Regions from separate parts of the Danio rerio genome. Here region 2 is linked to region 1. A link is a contact called in public HiChIP or PLAC-seq data. All regions are on one chromosome and are shown on one strand. The core of a region is the stretch at or near the end of the contact, and the rest is flanking DNA. Distances in the headings are between cores, read along the strand shown. Region 1 holds the start of her6 (hairy-related 6). Region 2 overlaps opa1 (OPA1 mitochondrial dynamin like GTPase).

Region 1 (4,252 bases), core at 1,122-3,621:
TTTTTTATTCATCAGCTATTTTTATATTTTGTATTATAAATATGAAATATAAATATATATTTCACTCTAAACGCAGTTACAGAGCAGTTAATTTACTCACACTCAGGTCATCTAATATGTTGAGAATATTAGAAGATTTTGGTCCTTCGTGTTTCATAAAACAGCTAGGCAGACACTTTGTGAGTCTAGAAGATGCACAGATGCATGCATCATTTTAATTTTTTTTGCCTTAACTATGTATTAAAATCCAAATACTTAACTGCATTTACAGATTGCTTTGCAACTCATCCTGTGGTGTTACAACATCTGTATCTCATTTAAAGTAAAGAGACACACTATACAATAAACTGTTCATTACTGTACCATGTAAAACTAATGATGGTAATGAATAAAATGTAAATGTTGAGTGGATCTGCTTACAATTATATACGTATTTCATTAGTTACTCCAGTAATTAACAACAACATGGGTATGTTACATGGACAATGTAATGTAGTGCTGTCATGACTCGTCAATACGCATTATACAGCAAAAGTTGAAGAAATGTGATTAGAAACGCATACAGCAAAGTAGACAGTTCAGCAGCCTGCCACTATGATATATCACAGTCATGAACTGCAGGCGAACCCCCGGCGCTCTGTCCCGCAGACGCGCGCAAAGCCGGCAGGAGCAGCGCCTTCCCCCGCCGCTTGCGCGCCACGTGTCGCGGGGTCTGCAGCAGCTGGAGACTCTCATCCTGCAAATGTGCATATCAGAGGGCTGGCAACCCACTCCACACACTCCAACCGCTGCCTTTCCTGTCAGTAGGTTACGCCAGACCGCTAACTGACAAGTATATATTTATAATAGCACATATACGTCAACATATACGAAAATCCATTTTTACTTTTAGCGCAGCATTCAAAAAGTGAACTTTGAGAATTCATTGCACACACAGACTAGGTACAGAGAGAAAAGCATGAATGAATATAGTGTTTGTTTGGTGGCTTTTCTTTGCGAACTCATCCGAGGATCATAAAATCATGACCTAAATTAGAGTCGCTTCTGTTTGACACAGTCAAGGACACTACCCGTGCAGTGCGCGCTTTCGGTCTGAAATATCTCCACACTGGCTCGCATTCCGATAAGCCCGATCGAGCTCTCAGTGGGCGTGGTTTTCCCAGGCTTTTAGAACAGCAGCTGCTATTTACCTTCCCTCTAATGTAAACCACCACCGCCACCCCTAGCCCGCCAGCCAAACCTCAACCACCGAGGTAATAAAACATCCTGGCACGTGCTCCACATTCACAATAGTGCTCGTGAGCCGACAGATGTCAAAATGCCAACAGCAGCGACGCGCTTAAAGAAATACGGCGCTGCCTTGTCGAATATACTTCTACACTGTAAAAACAAAGTTGAACACTCGAGAACTGAAAGTGTAAATTTAATTTAGACAAGTGGTGTGGAAGTTAAAGCCCGCAAGGATATGGTTAACAACAATTTCAACCACTTTTAAGTCGAGCGACAGAAATAATTGTGAGAAGATAAACAGATTCTACAGTGTGAAAATTTAAAAATACAAGAGTGAACTTTTCAACTGTGTTTCAGATTTATAGACCTCTTTTAAAAGCAAGTTTTATGACTTATCATTTGCCATATAACAACTAAGTGGCCAAAGTTTTGGAAGTGTTATTTTGTTTGCTGTTTATTTATTTAAAAAATAAAATAAAAAATAAATAAAACTGAAAATAAATTATATGTTAGAACGATTTATGAAGGATCCTATTACACAAAATTCATATTTGAATGACTATAAAATATTACATAGGCTATTAAAAACATAATAACATAGAAGATACCTATTTAAAAATTAAATAGCCTAATATTTGAAATACATGCAGCATTAAAAGTTGTAAAAAGTTTATAAAAAATACACTTTCCAAAACTTTTTAAAATTGTGTTATGAATTGTCACTTTAATTTGGACATGTCTCTAATGTTTTTAAATGTTAATTCCAATAATAAACAACTTGTCTCTCTCTTTGGTGAGTGTGACGCAGGCACATTTTAGTTTCCTTCTAAGTTTCACTGGATCTATATGTGTATTGAATTACAATTACAAAGTTTGCTGTTTCTGAGCGGAGACTGGCTCTTAAGTGTTAATATGTAAACTGAATGATTGAAGGCAGTCCCGGTTGTGCCCTAAACCCGGCCGCGCGCCATTGGCCACCCGCTCAAACGCTAAACAACCAATGGAGGGGCGCCGACCACGAGCCATCCTCCCCTCGGGCCGCGTGTCCCGCGCGCTGATTGGTAGAAAGTTACTGTGGGAAAGAAAGTTTGGGAAGTTTCACACGAGCCGTTCGCGTGCAGCCGGAGATATAAATAAGACCAACACGACGCTGAGGCAGGCAGTTGCTACGACCGCTGGCGAACGGTGAAATCAGAGACTGTGACATCATTGCCGCACCAGTTGAACTCGGGACACTTCGTGCGGATATCCATTCATAACTGGAACTGTATCAGCGTACTTGACAGCGTTTACTCCACTAGAAGCAGCTGTGCGGGAGGATTTCTTTTTATAAACAAGATCACGAAAGGATACTTCCCAGAGAAGATGCCTGCCGATATCATGGAAAAAAACTCCTCTTCTCCGGTCGCCGCGACTCCGGCGAGCATGAACACTACACCTGATAAACCCAAAACGGCTTCGGAACACAGAAAGGTTGGTATTGATATTAAGCTACGAACTATAGTGCTTCAAGAAGTGATTAGACAGATTGACTCATTTTGTTTTTATTTTGCATTTTAGTCTTCTAAACCCATTATGGAGAAAAGAAGAAGAGCGAGAATCAACGAAAGCTTGGGTCAGCTGAAAACGTTAATCTTGGATGCTCTGAAAAAAGATGTAAGTACCGAAAGTCCGACTGAGTCTTTCAGTTAGGCTATATCTGGCTGGAATATTAATGCATTTCTTTATATAGCCGCATATCTAAATCAGTCTCTTTCTTCACTCTCAGAGCTCCAGACACTCTAAACTTGAGAAAGCCGACATCCTGGAGATGACAGTGAAACATCTCAGAAACATGCAGCGCGCACAAATGACCGGTAAGTCGCCAGAGTTAAAACCTTTCAGAAAATGCACCTTGCATTCTCTTTATGTAACTAATGCAATAAAATAAAGACGTTTAAGGAGCTAAAATAATTTAAGTTGAACTTAATCTATTTTCTCGTTTACCCAACAGCTGCCCTAAACACAGATCCCACCGTTCTTGGGAAGTACCGAGCTGGATTCAGTGAATGCATGAACGAGGTTACCCGGTTCCTGTCCACATGTGAAGGGGTTAACACCGAGGTCAGGACTAGGCTGCTAGGTCACCTAGCCAGCTGCATGACACAGATCAACGCCATGAACTATCCAACACAGCACCAGATACCTGCCGGGCCTCCTCATCCATCCTTCAGTCAACCCATGGTTCAGATCCCCAGCGCGACTCAGCAAGCCAACGTTGTGCCTCTTAGCGGAGTCCCCTGCAAAAGCGGCTCATCCTCCAACTTGACTTCTGACGCAACTAAAGTATATGGGGGTTTCCAGCTTGTGCCGGCAACCGACGGACAGTTCGCCTTTTTGATTCCCAACGCTGCCTTTGCTCCAAACGGCCCTGTTATTCCAGTCTACGCAAACAATTCCAACACACCGGTTCCGGTGGCCGTTTCTCCGGGAGCACCGTCCGTCACGTCAGACTCCGTTTGGCGGCCTTGGTAGACTCCGAGGAGAAAAAAAAACTCTTAAAAGACTCTTAAAAAACAAATGACACTTGTTTTCTTTGTTCAGCGTTACTTTTTTTGTGCTTTTTGTATAAAGAGATTGTGTTGGTTTTATGAGATGATGCACTATATTTGTATAGATCAAAAGGCAGAGAAGTTCATATTGAAATAAGTTTTGTATTGTTGAATTCCGTTCAATGCATTTTTATATTTGCGGTATCTTTTCCACGTTGTGATGCCAAAGATATGTTGAATGCGCTTTCAAGTTTCTTCTTTTTGGAAGACAAATAAATGACATTTGAAATGAAAAGTTTTGCCTCAGTGTTTAGTTTTATTCTAGTGGTTCCACACTACAGCAACCCAATCACCCTAAAATAAGCAAATCTGGCTGTATAGCATAGAAATTTGAGCAAATTGCTTTGGTTTTCTCATCATTGTAAAGCAAAACTTAAGGGTAGACTGTAATATCACGCTTATTAAATATAATATACAAGGCTTACAGTCAG
Region 2 (4,252 bases), core at 1,202-3,701, 210 kb before region 1:
TATCTAAAAATTCTTAGTTTTTTCCCTAAAACAAACAACTTTATCTGCCAATAGTGTACATAATATAATCTTATGTTTGCTTTGAAATGTAGATTTTGGTACTTGAAACGCCAAAAATTCTAAATAAATAAATAAAAACATTTCAAATAAATAGTTAAATACAATTAATCTTTGTTGCAACTCCAAACATCATAATTTATTGTGTCCAAATGCTTTGAACTCTCTTAAAAACACATTATAAACTTTTACTCTATCCGCTTGTTAAGTGGTGACGTGTTGGTGACGTATGTAATACTGTTTCTGGGTCCAAGCAGTCACTCATTTGAGTTGAGAAATCATTCGTTTATCATCACTTTTTATTCATATCACACATTAAAATTAATTTAAGATGAAGTCATAGTGTACACAACAATCTCTGGGCTTGCTGCATCACAAATACCAAAATTTTAACAATTTATAAAAAAATGAATCACTTTCTGGCCATTGGATATTAGGCATGGACATATATATTGCGATTGTGATTTTCGAAAGTATTAAATTGCTTTAAAAACGTGTATTATTACCATTTCATGAGTCTCCCCATTCAGTTGAACAGAGCGCTTGGACCCGGAAGCCGCTTTGCATGACGTCACACTTAACAAGCAGATAATGGTTAAACATATTAGTGACTCTACAAATCACCTGTTCTGTAGCTTAACTATAATTCTGACTCGATGTTGCATATCCTGTGATGTTACTTTTGTGGTTGCACACTTTGCGATATCGATGCTTTAACAATATATTGTGCAGCCCTACTTCACAGCACAGGTGTTGAAATTAGAGTAAGTGTTTCTGACCGCTGTTTTGATTTATTTCTGTCTAATGCAAAACACGCAGTATGGTTGCATATAGTGCTGTTTTTCCACCAGAGAAATGTGATGTTAATGCAACTTCTGCTTGGATTGTGCTGTGGATTGGATTGCGCTGCCGTCATGTTATATGGGAGCAAAAGTGGCTGCGAGTTTAAAGTATAAAGCACAGAAATATAGTGTATCATATGTGTGTGCATGTGATATGTACTGTTGAAGTCTAAATTATTAGCCAACCCCCCCCCCGTTTGTTTTTTTTCCCCAATTTCTGTTTAGCGGAGAGAAAATTTTTTTCAACACATTTCTCAACATAAATGTTTTAATAACTCATTTCTAATAACTGATTACTTTTATCTTTGCCATGATATTTTCTATACAACTTCTATACAGCTTAAACTGACATTTAAAGGCTTAACTAGGTTAACTAGGCAGGTTAGGGTAATTAGACAAGTTATTGTATTACAATGGTTTGTTTTGTAGACTATCAGGAAAAAGATACAACTTAAAAGTGCTAATAATTTTGACCTTGAAATGGTTTTAAAAAAAATTAAAAACTGCTTATATTCTAGTCAAAATGTAACAAATAAAACGTTCTCTAGAAGAAAAAATATTATCAGACATACTATGAAAATTATCATACTATGATATGACATCATTTGGAAAAAAAAAAAATTCAAAGGGGGGCTAATAATTCTGAATTCAACTGTATGTGCATGTATTATTTCATAATACAAATCTAAATACATTTAACTGCAATCATAATGTTAAAAACTATAGAAGCATCACCACTGTTTGTAAAAAATTCATAAATCCCAAATAACTAAGAAATGAATACGAGTTGTGTAATTATTGTCATGGCTTTTCAGTCAAAATGGTTGAAAACTACTGCGTTAGTGCTATAGCACAAAATGAATAGTGAGTGATATGTATGTGTGTATGATATGCTTACGTGTATATTATTTTCATAATTCAAATATAAATAAATTTTACTCAAATCACAAATTTAAAAACTATGGAAACATCACCATAGTTAGTAAAACGTCCATAAGTTTCAAATAACTCAAAACATATCTGAGTTCTGTAGTTATTGTCTGGACTGTACAACCATAATAGTTAAAAACTACTGCGTTAGTGCTAAAATCTAGTGTTTGTAAACATTGAAATAATAAAGGAACATAGGAACATTGTCTTGCTTTTTGTTTTACCATTTCTATTTTTAGTCCTTAATAAGATGCTGATTTTCAAGGGCATTTTGAGAAGCGTTGTCCACATCAGCTCTCATGAGACCCAGTAAATAAACCCTAATAGAATCCAAACCAAACAGCTCGACAGCCACTTAACTCTGAAACCCAGAGCCTGTTCCCCAGTCCTGCGCGCGCTGATTTTCGTCACACCTCACCCCGGCATCAGACTTTCTGCTGCAGGCACGTTTTAGGCCTCCGCGCTGCCAATTAACAGGCCACCGCTGCTAACGCTCTGCCTGGAGATTTATTGCCTGACCCGGGACGCTCCTCAAACCTTTGTGTGGGCTATCGATCTCTACAGCTGCACTGGGGCCGGCCCGATAACCAGAGCAATTAGCGTCATCTCCATTGTGTGAGCGAGACGGCCGGCCCGAGTGTGTGCTGGGGACATGAGGCCCCTTGGGGACGTGGGGTTGCTGATACAGTGCACGCTTGGCTCCAGATGCATTGATCACGGCTGCGGCACAGTCTATCTGGTGGTTGGGTCTGTGTACAGAGGGAGATGGGAAGAAGCGTCTGAGGAATAGGGCTGTTGTCATTGGAAAGTTTGTTTTGGTCAAAAGTTTGCTTTATTGTTTTTGGAGACTAAGTGAACTTAATTAATTGGTTTATTCAAGTATTCGTTGTTTAACATTCATCTGTTCTGGGATGCGTTTCCCAAACAACAGCGTAAATCGTGGCTGATCTACAATAGTAAGATGCATCATTTGGGAAAAGATTGATGTTGTGACGAGTGTTTCCCAAAACTGTAATTGCTCTATTGCAGATCCGTTGTTCGAGTCACGTTAGTTGGCTAACGATGGTTTTCAGAAACGGACCCCTGATCACTGTTGGGGAAAGTTACTTTTGAAAGAAAAAATTACTATATTAAGTTACTCTAAAAAAAAAAAAATGTTGTGTTACTAAGTTTCTTTTAGGAGATCTTTTGGGATTTTTTCCTTTTTTTAATAGCAGCTCTGCAATTAACAACACACATTTACCTTTAAAAAACATTTTAAAAATTATAAATTAGGTTAACGTTAGATTCTGTGAACTTTCTGATTCCAGAGCTATACATGCGGTATATACAGTTTATTGAAAGTTTAAAGCAAAGTGTTTGCTACTTTTTGTTTTAAACATTTGAAAGGAATAGGTTATAGGGGAATAACTGCAAATAGAACACAACCTGGAACTATGCTTCTAACTACAGCTCTAGAGGTTTAGTTCAAATGCACAAGTAGCGACGCAGTTTGCGAATGTTTAGAATGATGGATTCGGGAAACACAAAATTAATTAATTGTTTGTAACATCGGAACTTGCGACTTTAGTTGGCTAATGATAGTTTTCTGAAACACACCCCTGATCAGTGTTGGGGTGTTGGTTATTTTTTGAATTAATAAATTACGATATTGAGTTACTCTCCAAAAAAGTAACTATCTGCATTACTTATTTACATTTTATGGTAAGTAATGCAGTACTATTGAGTTACTTTTGCATTTTTTTCTTACCCGGCTTGAGACTTGATCTCTTTCAGAACTTTTAGGGTCTTTTCCTATGTATTTTAATGGGAGTTTTGCAGTTAACAACACACTGTTTGACTTTCATTTACCTTTAAAAAAAAGCACTTAAAAAATATAATTAAGGATAACGTTAGATTCTGACAACTTCCTGACTCCAGAGCAATACGTGCAGTATATACATTTTAATGAAAATTTAAAGCAACGTGTTCGTTATTTTTTGTCCTAAACATTTGAAAGGAATAGAGCATAGAGGGGATAACTGCAAACTGAACACAACTGGGAACTATTTCTCTAACTACAGCTCTAGAGGTGTAGTTCAAACAGTTTGCAAATGTTTGTTGGAACGATGGATTTGGGAAACACTTAATTAGCTAATTGTATGTAACAACGGAACTTGCGACCTCAGTTTGCTAACGATGGTTTTCGGAAATGCCCCCCTGATCAGTGTTAGGGAAAGTTACTTTTAAAAGTAATAAATTACGACATTGGGTTACTCTCCAAAAAAGTAACTAGCTGCGTTACTTGGGTATAACCTAAAATAATCTAAACTGACCCAGATTTTCTTTGCTGTGCAGCTTCTCGATTTAACCTGGAGACTGAGTGGAAGAACAACTATCCTCGCTTACGAGAGCTGGACAGGGTAAGAAATCAGCGGGTTGAA

What was found. HiChIP or PLAC-seq counts read pairs in DNA pulled down with a chosen protein or histone mark.
Region 2: a contact with region 1 is called in an H3K4me3 HiChIP or PLAC-seq map of embryo, with 3 times the contacts expected there. The contact joins the enhancer-like site here to the promoter of her6 in region 1. A contact is called at or near these places in 5 of 18 Hi-C or Micro-C datasets (caudal fin, embryo and an unstated tissue) and 3 of 4 datasets of contacts at active chromatin or transcription factors (caudal fin, embryo and gastrula embryo).

What each region holds. Positions count from the first base shown.
Region 1 is chr6:39,108,604-39,112,855 of GRCz12tu, reverse strand. It overlaps her6 (hairy-related 6), which reads left to right and starts at 2,371. Exons shown (of 4, transcript NM_131079.2): 1 at 2,371-2,703; 2 at 2,791-2,886; 3 at 2,999-3,086; 4 at 3,224-4,056. The coding sequence starts at 2,596. The coding sequence ends at 3,744. All of the region lies in intron 3 of LOC137490239 (a long non-coding RNA gene), which reads right to left.
Region 2 is chr6:39,320,145-39,324,396 of GRCz12tu, reverse strand. opa1 (OPA1 mitochondrial dynamin like GTPase) reads left to right here. Exons shown (of 29, transcript NM_001007298.1): 18 at 4,167-4,231. Among named protein-coding and RNA genes, the nearest start is that of opa1, 31 kb to the left of the region's middle. Within about 2 kb of position 2,451, at least 11 of the 62 cell types and tissues checked have an H3K27ac peak or open chromatin away from gene starts, as enhancers often do.